2 separate regions of the Hordeum vulgare genome follow, and region 1 is linked to region 2. A link is a contact called in public Hi-C data. All regions are on one chromosome and are shown on one strand. Each heading gives the region's core, a stretch centred on a gene start, on an enhancer-like site or on the middle of the called end of the contact. The rest is flanking DNA. Distances are from core to core; before and after follow the strand shown. Region 1 holds the start of LOC123429817 (ethylene-responsive transcription factor ERN1). Region 2 holds the start of LOC123429816 (beta-hexosaminidase 2-like).

Region 1 (6,095 bases), core at 674-3,173, 360 kb after region 2:
GCAGGCTCTCGACCCGGTCTCTGGAGCGTTTTGACTAGTACATAACCACGGATTAAGGACGAACCGGTCTAATCAGCGGCCCGAAAGTTTACGGTTAGGCTGGCTGACGCATGCATGCTGGTGAAGACCTACTAGTAGTAAATCGCCAGGAGATGTAGACCCCTTGACTCTTCCATCCTGGCTAATTAAGGTGGGAACATGTTGTGATGGCAGTCACATTAGGCATCTTGCTTGCTTAATTAGTTGCCGGCTTGTTGAGTCAGTACTCAGTAGTCGGTGCCATGTTGGTGAGGAACCGGTAAAATCCCTATGAGGGTTAGACCCCTTGACTCAATTAGTCATGTGGGAGGATGTTCTTGGTAAAGATTGCCATGGATTATTTTTTACTTGTTTGTATTCATGTACAGACTTTACTGAAGAAAGTGGGAAATGACATACATTCTACTCCCTCCATAAAAAAATATACTCCCTCCGTTCCTAAATATAAGTCTTTAAGATATTTTACTAGGAGTCTACATACGAAGCAAAATGAATGAATCTACAATCTAAAATATGTCTATATACATCCGTATGTAGTCCATTAGTGAAAATTCTAAAAAGACTTATATTTATAAACGGAGTGAGTAAGAGGGTATTTCTTTCTTTATGGAGGGAGTACTGTCTAAACTCCAAGTGAAATGAAATTACTCGCTGTGGTACAATTAGTATTAAACTAATTTGAGTATTGGGGTCAATTATTTAAATATAAAGGGCAAGTACACGTACCATTAACCGAACAAGTATTTTAAGAACCAAAATTCACAGAAAATACAAGAGGTCGTTTATAGTGGTGGTGCACTAACTTTGTCTTGAAAGGTGTGGTCATACACCGCGGCCACCAATCTCTCAACCTAGTGATTCCACAACAAGAGGACGTGACTAAAATGGACGTGGCTAAGGTCTTGTTTGAAACCATTCAGATTATATAATTCAATTTGTATAATCTATTATGTCTTCAAACAGGACAAATCATAATATAGATTATAAAAAACTAGATGAACAGATTATTAAAAACTCATAATCTATTTTATCCCAGCTAAAATTAGATTATGGATTGCTAATGATCCATTACTATTGTAAAGTTGAAGATAATTACATTTCTACCACCGCCACCCTCCTCTTTAGAAAAAAACAAAGATCAGACAGGTCATTAAGCAATGTAAAATCTGGATTACAGTTTATATAATTTAGCCTCCAAGCATGTCCACCTAAATTATTTTTATAAACCAGATTATATAATCTATCTTCGTAATCCAGACTATCATAATCTATTATTGTTCCAAACAGAACCTAAGTCTAAGTCGCTTGAAAAAAAAACATTGAGTCAGTCGATTTGTTATGAGCCGTCGGATGCAAGATGAATGGCCAGATCGATTTCTTAAGCTTCCCGCCCTCTTGTTCATCCCCGAAACCTTCCCATGTACCACCGGCCCAATCGCATGCCTCCGTCGCCCGCGGCCGATGATGCGCCATCCTCGCTGCAACGGCCTTCACATTCATCGCCGCCTACCGTCGTGCACATGTGGTCTTGGCCATCCCTTTAAATTGGCGACCACAAGTTCTTTTGGATGAGCCCGCACCCGTCAATCTTCGGACTCACCTCCGCCGTCTCATTGCCGGCTGAGGCTCGTTCCTGTCCAAGGCCTTGCCGGCGTCTCCGGTCCTCGCTTTGCTCGAACTGGCGCCGTCGTCTATAGCCTCGGCGCTCCACGCGACATTCCCCCTAAAAAAAGATTGATCCTTCCCGCAAAAATAAAATAAAATACAACTGATCCAAATTTGAATCCATGCGAGTGACGTGCAGCTAAACTGAAGTAAAATACAGAAAGAGAAACCACTGCATTTGCTACTTTCCTTGCTGACAATATATGGAACAAACCAAACCGAAGAGACAAACAAACATGACATCCCAAGGCAGAGTAGAGTAACATAATAACATACATATGCCACGATCAATAACTCCACTTTGACCATGATTGACTGACCAGCCCTGAAAGTAACCCCACACGAGAGGGCAGGATCACTGCCCATACATTCCTCCTACTCCTATCTGAAAATTTCAAACCGTTCCCAAAGCCCCTATAAATCCTCCCATTTGCCAAGCAACCAGGGCAAACACTCTGCAGACAGACACCTGTCTCCTGTCCTCCTCTCACACCTCCTCCAACTTCCACTTAAGCCAGAGACATGGAGCTCCACTTCCAGGTGCAGCCGGCGGTGCTCCAGCTGCAGGACTACTGTTACTACTACCAGCATCAGCAGCAGGAGGCCGCCGCCGTGCAGGCCAAGCCCACCAAGCCGCGGGGCCGGAAGAAGGGCAGCACCAGCCACAGCAAGTTCGTCGGCGTCCGGCAGCGCCCGTCGGGCCGCTGGGTGGCCGAGATCAAGGACACCACGCAGAAGATCCGCATGTGGCTCGGCACCTTCGAGACCGCCGACGCCGCCGCGCGCGCCTACGACGAGGCCGCCCGCCTCCTCCGCGGCGCCGAGGCGCGCACCAACTTCGCCCCGCGCATCTCCCCGGACTGCCCGCTCGCCGTCCGCATCCGGGGCCTCCTCCACCACAAGAAGCTCAAGAAGGCCAGGCTGCCCGCCGCCTCCGCCAACATCCCCGGCCCCTCCTCCACGCCGGCCGCTCCCGCCACATACGCCCCAAGCAACAGCAACAGCAATAGCAATAGCAACAGCAACAGCAATAGCATGGATGGTGGCGCTTGTGGGGGCGCCAGCAGCAGTAGCAGCAGCAGCGCGGTCAGCTGCGACGGCGCCATGAAGCAAGGCGGCGGGGAGGTGTACAGGCCGGACTTTGCCCCCGTCGCCGGTGCCGAGGAGCTGGAGTCTTGGATGTTCGAGTCGTCGTTCGGCCAGTTCCCGGCGCTGGACGGGTTCGCCGCCGTCGATGCCTGCACGCTACCAGCCGCGTCTCCGGAGGAGACCAGCGCGTCCGGGATGGTGGAGTTCGAGCGGATGAAGGTTGAGCGGCGGATCTCGGCGTCCCTGTACGCCATGAACGGCCTGCAGGAGTACTTCGACAAGGTGTTCGAGGCGTCCGCCGGCGACCCGCTGTGGGATCTCTCGCCGCTCTGCCAGTAGCCTGGCTTCTTCGCTCTTCACCCCGTCGTCGTTCTTGCTCTTTTGCCTCCTGGGTGTTGGGGGAAATGGCCCCGGATGTATGTGTGTATGCATGTCAACTTGGTTTTTGGTGTCGCCAGGCAGTGCAGTGTAAAGAGGAAGGGGGTAGTGTTCTAGATTTCAAATATGTTCTCCATTCGATGCATTTTTGTGTGCAAAATGCTCCAAATTTGTCGTGTGGTTTAGCAGACCACTCTGAATTTCATGACGTAGCTAGTTCAGCCATGGTGTAGTTTCAGTTCTCGAGATTTGTTCAGCCATGGTGTAGTTTCAGTTCTCGAGATTTGTTCAGCCATGGTGTAGTTTCAGTTCTCGAGATTTGTTCAGCCATAGATGAGAGAACGGCATGTTTTGCTACAGTTTTCTGCTAGTGTCAATGTGGTTGTCCATCAGATGGCTGTGTTGCTTGCCGGAAACCTCGAGCAATGGCTCGTTGCTGCAATGGATGACGAATCCTCGTGTTGTCGGTGTCTGATCAAATGAGGCGAGCTGAAATACCGCAAGATTTCCTTCCTGCATTTGCCATTCATCAATCAGTTAGTTGAAATTGTAAAGGTTTTGAATAGAAAATTAACAAGCAATCGCCTGTTCATTGGTTCTTGGTTCCATATGGTTGGCTAACGATGTTAACCACTGGCTGAACCCCCCAACCTCCAATGGTCTGTCACATCCACAGAGCCACTAGCATTAGTATGGAAGGGAAAACGAGCACGCCCGTCCAAAACCCAACTTATCGGAGTCACTGGTTCAGTAACAGCTGGAGGGCGTTGAGCTCCACAACAGCAAAAATACTGTCAGTTTCCACTCTCAGCATTGCTGCTACTGACACAAACAAACACACATATCAGGACAAGAAGAAAGTAATTTAAGTTCGGTAGGTGGCAGCGTAGTCCGTTGCGGCAACAATTCACTAGCAATTCTTCCTTAGATAATGGAACAAGCCACACTCAACTCCGGGGCAAGTTCAGTGCACTCCGGAACGAGGGCAGCAGCTGCGGTTGAGTGAGAGAGTGGTGCTGTGTGCTCAGCTAACTTGTAAGTACGTAATCTGTAGAATTATAAGCTTGATCATGTTCTGAGTTGGAAGCGATGGCGTTGGGAGGTCGAGATAGATGGGCAGTGCTTTATTCGCTTGACAAGTCAGAGGGCAACGTGACAAAGGAACAGCTGCTCTCTAACTACCGCAAGCTGGTGCTGCGGTGTCAGCTAATTTTGGGTCTTGTGTATAAAAATTGGCGCAGGAAATGGCTGGATTCCCAGCAAGTTTCCCTCCCTTTTTACGGCCCAATAAGTGATCTGGGATAATATGTATCGCCCATAGCACCAGTTACCGGTGAATCGCTCACTAGCTCATGACTTCGGCCAACACGGGGAGCAATTTTAGGATGGATTCGGAGGGCGTGGCACTCCTAAAATGAACCAGCCTCGGCAGACACAACACACGTTATTTTCCTTTTTTAAGTTTTGGTCATATTTCAAAATATGAAAAATACATATACCTCAGAAAATTAATGTATTTGACTTTTCATTTCGAAAATAATAACGCGGTGTAAAACTTTGGTCATCCAATTTTAAATGTTCACCCGTTTAAAACAATGTTTGTGAAATTTTATAAAACAATTTCACAATTAAAAATGTTTGCATTTAAAAACAAAATCACCGTACCATCCAACAAAGTGCTCGTAACATAAAACATGCTCACGCGTTTTGAAAAAACTGTTAGTGTAAATTCTAAAAAATGCTTCGTAACACTAAATTTTTTAGTATAGATTTAAAAAAATGATTCGTACCACTAAAGTGACAACTAAAAAATGATCACAAGTTTCAAAATATGTCTGTGATATTTGAAAACATGTTAGTATGATGTAAAACAATATCCATGTAACATACAAAATGTTTCATACCATTCAAAAAAATGTTCGATATGTATCAAAAATGTCTAATATGTATTAATAAAAAAAATCTTTAAAAAGCATTTGATAAAATGTGCAACGAGTATTTAAAAAATGTTCAACGTGTATTAATTTTTTTTGCACGAGAATACAAAAAATGTACAACATTTAGTGATTTGGGGATGACCGCGCTCGGCGGATGAGACCTTTTTTTTAAACGCAGTCCCTTAGGGCCCGATCCAATAAAAAAAGGTCGAAGGGAGTTGCCCGGTTAATAAACGAAAAACCGGGCTAAAACCGTTATAACGCGTCCGCCAAAACAGGCACATAGGGCGACCTGGCAAGCTACGCAAGAACGCACACACGCCGTCAGGGGGATGAGCTCCGTCGAGGTTGCAATCCGGCGTCATCGTCATCACACCTCCGCAAGGGCGACTCCGACTTCACAATCGACGACCATCGATGTAGCCTCTACCGCAGACGAGCGCAGAGGCCTGCGTCGGACAACGCCAAACAGTCCACCACAAGCGCGAGCGACCATGCAGCTTTGATCCGTCGACGAGCATTGTAGGATAAGTAGTGATGAATCTGCGCCGAGCCAGCGTCAAAACCGACCATCCGTCTCACATCATCGTCACCACAAAGCTCCTCCTCAAACAGCTTCGACTTCAGAAGACAAGAGAAGCACGACGACCCCTCGAACATGCCGAATGAGACCGACTACCAGAACTCAGCAGCAATTCCTACTCCTCTTGAAGCGTCCATCGTTGCCACAGAAGAATCCGCGCAGATCATCCACATTGTTGGACGGGCCCAACCGACCGCAATGCCACGAGCGTCCAGCCCATGAAGCATGCAAACGAGATCGAAAGCTCTTCAAGACGACGCACCCAAGGAGGAAGCGACGATCCCGACGCCGTCGTCCAACCCAACTGGGCCTAAGGTTTTCATCCGAAGAACTGGATCCGAGGGTGTGCAGGAAGGGAACTCCTCAACGGTGCCTCCAAGGAGGTGAGAAGGCATCCACAGACG
Region 2 (5,847 bases), core at 182-2,681:
TCTATCTGAATGCCAAATTTACACAACATACTGACAAGAAGATACAACTTCGTACCAGATTTTCCAAACACAAATCTTGGATGTTCTTTGTTCAGCCTTACCAACATAGGCTTGTTGTTGGAACCCATCATATCAAGAAATTCAAGCATTTTAAGAGTTCGTCTCCAGTTGTGCATGCTCTCATCTGACAAACCCCCTCTGAACCATCCTAGCATAATATCAGAGGTTTTCACCTTATCCAAAACATGCAGAAACTCAGCATAAAATTACCAAACGAGAATGCCTTTTTTTAATAGCGTCAATTGTTATTGTAGTGCAAGTCGTTTGGGCCAAGCCCAAAATTCATAAAATGTTCAAAAAAATATTTATTTTAAAAATATTCCTTTTCAAACAAAATTTGAAAATTCATAAAAACAATACTTCTTAAAAAATATTACAATTTTTATGCATACATCAATTTTTTTTTAAAAAATTAACATTTAATCTTATCATCAACAATTATTAAAAATCCATATAAAAAATGATGCACAATAACACATGAAGCAAGTTTCGCAAAAAACAATAAAAAACTATTATTCAAAAAGTATTTATGGAAATTATGTTGTAGACACAAATGTCATTTCCAATCAAAAAAATTATTATCACAGAATAAAAAGATCCTTTTAAAAAAATAACAATTTGTCTTTTACAACAAATTAGAAATTTAACTATTATAAAAAAATTCATCCAGTTTTTATGTAAGTAGTACCTAAACATTTAACATTATTATACATATTTATTTTAATTAACGCCGCATAATAACACAACAAGCAGATTATATTTTTTTCTTGCCCGGTACAACGCACGGGCATTTGAACTAGTTAATAAAAAGTAGAACAGGAAGGAGCCCTTTTATATAAAGAAAACATCGTCCGTGAAGTACTTCCGCTAAAAAAAGCCAACCCTGGTTCGTCTGCCACCATATGGCTCATGCGTAATGCGCTCGAGCGCTACTGCACCAGCGACACCATTAAAATAAACCGACGTGTTACCGTGTTTACCTAGGATCTTACAATACAATCAGCAGGCCGTACACTGTCTGATTACGTCCGCCTTGTAGGAGTACAACAGTAATAAACTATTACTGCCGTTACAGCCGTTCCACTACATCTTTTGGGCCAAAGGAACCCAATAGAAAACGTGTACTTATCGCAGGCTGCCCGGCATACATAAACCAGAACGCCGGCATCGTAGATACAGTATGAGATAAAACGCCACGAAACCGTAGTTTTCAGAAATGGACGAACGGTAGAGCCAAGGCGCCCTGAAAAAGCCACTTGGAGCCTTGCGATAAGCGCGCGTAGATGACAACAACACGCCGAGCGATGCCGTTAATCACATAGCTAAGCTATGCCTTATATAAATCGAATGACACATAGATGCATACACCCATCCATCAAGCCATCTGCCAATCATACGCTGCAGCGGCACAGAGCAGCTCGAGCCAAACCACAAATGGCGGCGAAGAAGGGCCTTCTCGCCGCCGTCCTGCTCCTGTCCTTGCTGAGCTCGCCGCTGCCGTCCCGCGCCCAGGCATCGTCGTCGTTCCCCGTCAATGTCTGGCCCAAGCCGACGTCCATGTCCTGGGCGGAGCCCCTCGCCGCCATGCCGGTGTCCGCGTCGTTCCGCATCCTCGGGACGTCCGGGAACAACCCATACCTCGTCTCCGCCGCGCAGCGCTACACCGCGCTGCTCTTCGCCGAGAGGTACAGGCCCATCGTCCGGCCGGCGGTCAATGTCACCGCCGGGGGCCCCCCGCTCCAGAGCCTGTCCGTGTCCGTGTCCGACCTGTCCGCCCCGCTCCAGGACGGCGTGGACGAGTCCTACGCGCTGGAGATCCTCCCCACGGGCGTGGCCACCGTCACGGCGGCCACGGTGTGGGGCGCCATGCACGGGCTGGAGTCGTTCTCGCAGCTCGCGTGGAGGGGCCGGCAAGGGGAGCTGCTGGTGGCCGCCGGCGTGCGCGTGGAGGACAAGCCTTTGTACCAGCACCGTGGCCTGATGCTCGACACCGGGAGGACCTACTTCCCCGTCGTGGACATCCTGCGGACGATCGACACCATGGCGGCCAACAAGATGAACGTGTTCCACTGGCACATCACGGACTCGCAGTCGTTCCCCATCGAGCTGCCGTCCGAGCCAATGCTCGCGGAGATGGGAGCGTACGGTGAGGACATGAGGTACACCGTCGAGGACGTCAAGCGCATCGTCGAGTTCGCCATGAGCCGCGGCGTCCGCGTCGTGCCGGAGATAGACGCACCGGGTAATTTATAAGCACGCTATTCGGCCCTTTAAGCAATATTGTGCTGACACGGCCCAGTTTCTAAGGTAATACGGCCCAGTTGATGAAGGGGCTAATCTAATCTCTTGTGGTCATTTCAGGCCACACGGCGTCGTGGGCCGGCGCTTACCCAGAGGCGGTGTCGTGCGCGGGCAAGTTCTGGCTGCCGGACGCGAGCGACTGGGGCAGCAGGCTGGCGGCGGAGCCGGGGTCCGGCCAGCTGAACCCGCTGGAGCCCAAGACGTACGAGGTCATGTCCAACATCATCAACGACATCACCTCCATGTTCCCGGACGGCTTCTACCACGCCGGCGCCGACGAGGTCACGCCGGGATGCTGGAAGACGGACCCGTCGATCCAGGCGGACATGGAGAAGGGCGGCACCCTGAGCCAGCTCCTGGAGCGGTACGTCCGCGCGGTGCACCCGCACGTGGTGTCCAAGAACCGGACGGTGGTGTTCTGGGAGGACGTGCTGCTGGACGTGGAGGTGAACGTGAGCGCGTCGGCGATCCCGCCGGCGACGACCGTCCTGCAGACCTGGAACAACGGGGCCAACAACACCAAGCTGATCGTGCAGGCCGGGTACCGCGCCATCGTCTCCTCGGCCTCCTTCTACTACCTCGACTGCGGCCACGGCGACTTCGTGGGGAACAACAGCGAGTACGACGACCCCAGGAGCGACTTCGACACCAAGGGGGGCTCCTGGTGCGGGCCGTTCAAGACGTGGCAGCGGGTGTACGACTACGACATCGCGTACGGGCTGACGGCGGAGGAGGGCAAGCTGGTCATCGGCGGCGAGGTGGCGCTGTGGACGGAGCAGGCCGACTCGACGGTCCTGGACGCAAGGATCTGGCCGCGGGCGTCGGCCATGGGGGAGGCGCTGTGGTCAGGCAACCGCGACGCGTCCGGCAGGAAGCGGTACGCGGAGGCCACGGACAGGCTCAACGACTGGCGGCACCGCATGGTGGGCAGAGGGATCCGCGCCGAGCCCATCCAGCCGCTCTGGTGCCGGACCCGCCCGGGAATGTGCGACCTGGTTCGGTAAGGACCCGACAAGAAGCGGCGCGCGTGTACGCGGCCGTTGCGTGTGCCAACTCTCAGCATTACCCACCTTTTCATATCATATCAAACGTGTTTCCTTTCCTTTTTGTTGTGTGATTGTGCGGAGAATACTACCGGCAGTGCCATTTTTTGTCGATTTGTTCTTTGTTTGTAAATGTGAAGTGGACGGCATGTTATATTATCCAATGCGCAGTTGTGCCTTCTTCAAAGCCGGCCTTTTCATTGGACCCATTCGCCAAATGAGTTGCTTCTAGTACTGGCGATTGATTTCATTAAAGTAATGCCTAGTTGTTTCTGTCAATCAACTTCTGCTTTTTCCTCCGGAAGTTTCTTCATTATCGCTTAATTGCTTATTTCGCGATATCACATGGACAGTAGAGCTTTTTATTTTAGGAGTTTTTCCTAGTTGGTAATTTGATTCATATAGAATTCTTCTCTAAGATTTTTTTTTTGTACTATCTCTCATAGTATTTGTAGCATCCACTCAAACATTTTTGAAAGAATTCTTTATTTTTCTACTATGATGTAATCAAAGAACCCAAAATCATGTGGTATTGGGATGAACGTGATATTTCGATCCCATGTTTTTCTATTGCCGTATTTTTAGAATCCTACACATAAAAAAGGTACTTGTAATTGTTTAAATATAGTACGAGCTATAGGCCCATATGATGATTTTTGAAATCTCTCCACGTCCATGTGGGAAAATGACTAGATGATGTGGAAAGTATGGTCTCACCTCGGATTGGGAGAAGTAGTTGGATCTCCTTATAAGTGGTTTCGTTTCACATGCTATTGGAGCTTGAGTATGAAAGTGATTTCTGGGCGCTCCTCCTCCGTCGACCGCCTCGCCGGTCAGAAACGAAGAGTGTGTAATAGAGGCGCCACGAATTTAAAACGTCGGGTCGCATCTGCTCTACCTCCACGCGCACTCCATCCCGTAATATCATGTACGAGAGAGGGGTGATTATGTTTTTTGAGAGTTTCTTCTACATTATTGTCCTTGTCGTTCGTCTATGCCCATTACATCATCTATGTTTGTGTCACCTTCGTCATCATCATGTCCAACGAAACCGACCGACTTACTGCCGTCGAGGACGTCGTTGCCAGCACCGTCGCTATGGTTTCGTCATGGCCTACTAGAGGTATAACTCGTTTACTCCATTCATGATTCTTATTGTGTTAGCCATACCATCGTTATATGTAGATGATTCTACTGTTTGCGTAGTATGTGATTATGTAATTGAATGTCAATATATGTTTAGTACTGTCAATGTCATGCTCATGATTATTTTTTGAATTGAATTAACCGGAAAAATGCTTATATACTCAACAACAAACACATGGTAAAGCATGCATCCTTGCCAAAAAAACACTCACTAGCAAAGCCAACTCGAACGTGGATCATCAAAATGGAACTTCTTAAATGTCCATGAGGATAGGGGGAGGCAATCCAACTGCACGTATCAAATGTCCACTATCAAGTTATCCGCTTTCAAGTTACTTTTCTACACCAGAGCTATTCAAAACAAGCAAAGATAAATAAGATATTCTCAAAATTGAAACATAAATATTCGGATGTGGTAATAATTTGAATTAAAAATTACAATCCAAACATAAAATTTCGCAATAAATCAGTTTATATATAAATTTAGGAACAACTGCATTTCCCCCCAATTGAAACATATCCATAGGATTTGCCCTTACTTTCTGACTTTGTCGAGTTTTGTCCATAGATTTGCCCTCGAGGTTGCCCAAATACCCTTTGATCGTGTTTTTAGAATCCCGCAAATCAAAGAGGCCCTTATAGTCACATGCTAAAGGTTGCCTCCTTGCCCAAACACCACTCAGTAGCAAAGGCAACCCGAACGATGGATCATCAAAATGGAACTTCTTAAATGTCTATGGGGATAAGGCGGAGGCAATCCAATCGCACGTACCAAATGCCCACTTTCAGTTTATTTTTCTATACCCAACCCATTCAAAATAATCAAAGATAAATAACATACTCTTACAATTGAAAGATAAATATCCAAATTCAACAATAATTGAACTAAAAAATAATAGTAGAAACATAATTTTTTCAAATAAATTATTTCACATTAAATTTAGGGACAAATACAATTTTTCCCGAGTTGGAACTTCCCGTGGGATTTGCGCTTACTTTTTAACTATGCTCAGATTTGCCCATAGATTTGCCTCCGAGGTCGCCCGAAGGCACTTCGACCGTTTGACTATTGATATATCTTCAACATATCGATAATTTATAAAGCACGCATGTCATGTTTTGATGCACTTTTATGTGATTTTTTGAAACTAATCTATTGACCTAGTAACAAGTGTCAGTTTCTATTTTTGGCTATTTTTTATTTCGTAGAAAATCCATACCAAACGAAGTCCAAATGTCATGAAACTTTCCGGTGATATTTTATGGACCAGAAGAGACCTAGGAAGCATTGGAGGAG

What was found. A called contact is a pair of places that touch in the nucleus more often than the background predicts.
Region 1: a contact with region 2 is called in a Hi-C map of leaf, with 5 times the contacts expected there. The contact joins the promoter of LOC123429817 here to the promoter of LOC123429816 in region 2. A contact is called at or near these places in 2 of 6 Hi-C or Micro-C datasets (leaf and seedling).

The regions. Positions count from the first base shown.
Region 1 is chr2H:146,336,731-146,342,825 of MorexV3_pseudomolecules_assembly, forward strand. It overlaps LOC123429817 (ethylene-responsive transcription factor ERN1), which reads left to right and starts at 1,924. Exons shown (of 1, transcript XM_045113802.1): 1 at 1,924-3,530. The coding sequence starts at 2,227. The coding sequence ends at 3,132.
Region 2 is chr2H:145,979,286-145,985,132 of MorexV3_pseudomolecules_assembly, forward strand. It overlaps LOC123429816 (beta-hexosaminidase 2-like), which reads left to right and starts at 1,432. Exons shown (of 2, transcript XM_045113801.1): 1 at 1,432-2,302; 2 at 2,422-3,591. The coding sequence starts at 1,495. The coding sequence ends at 3,365.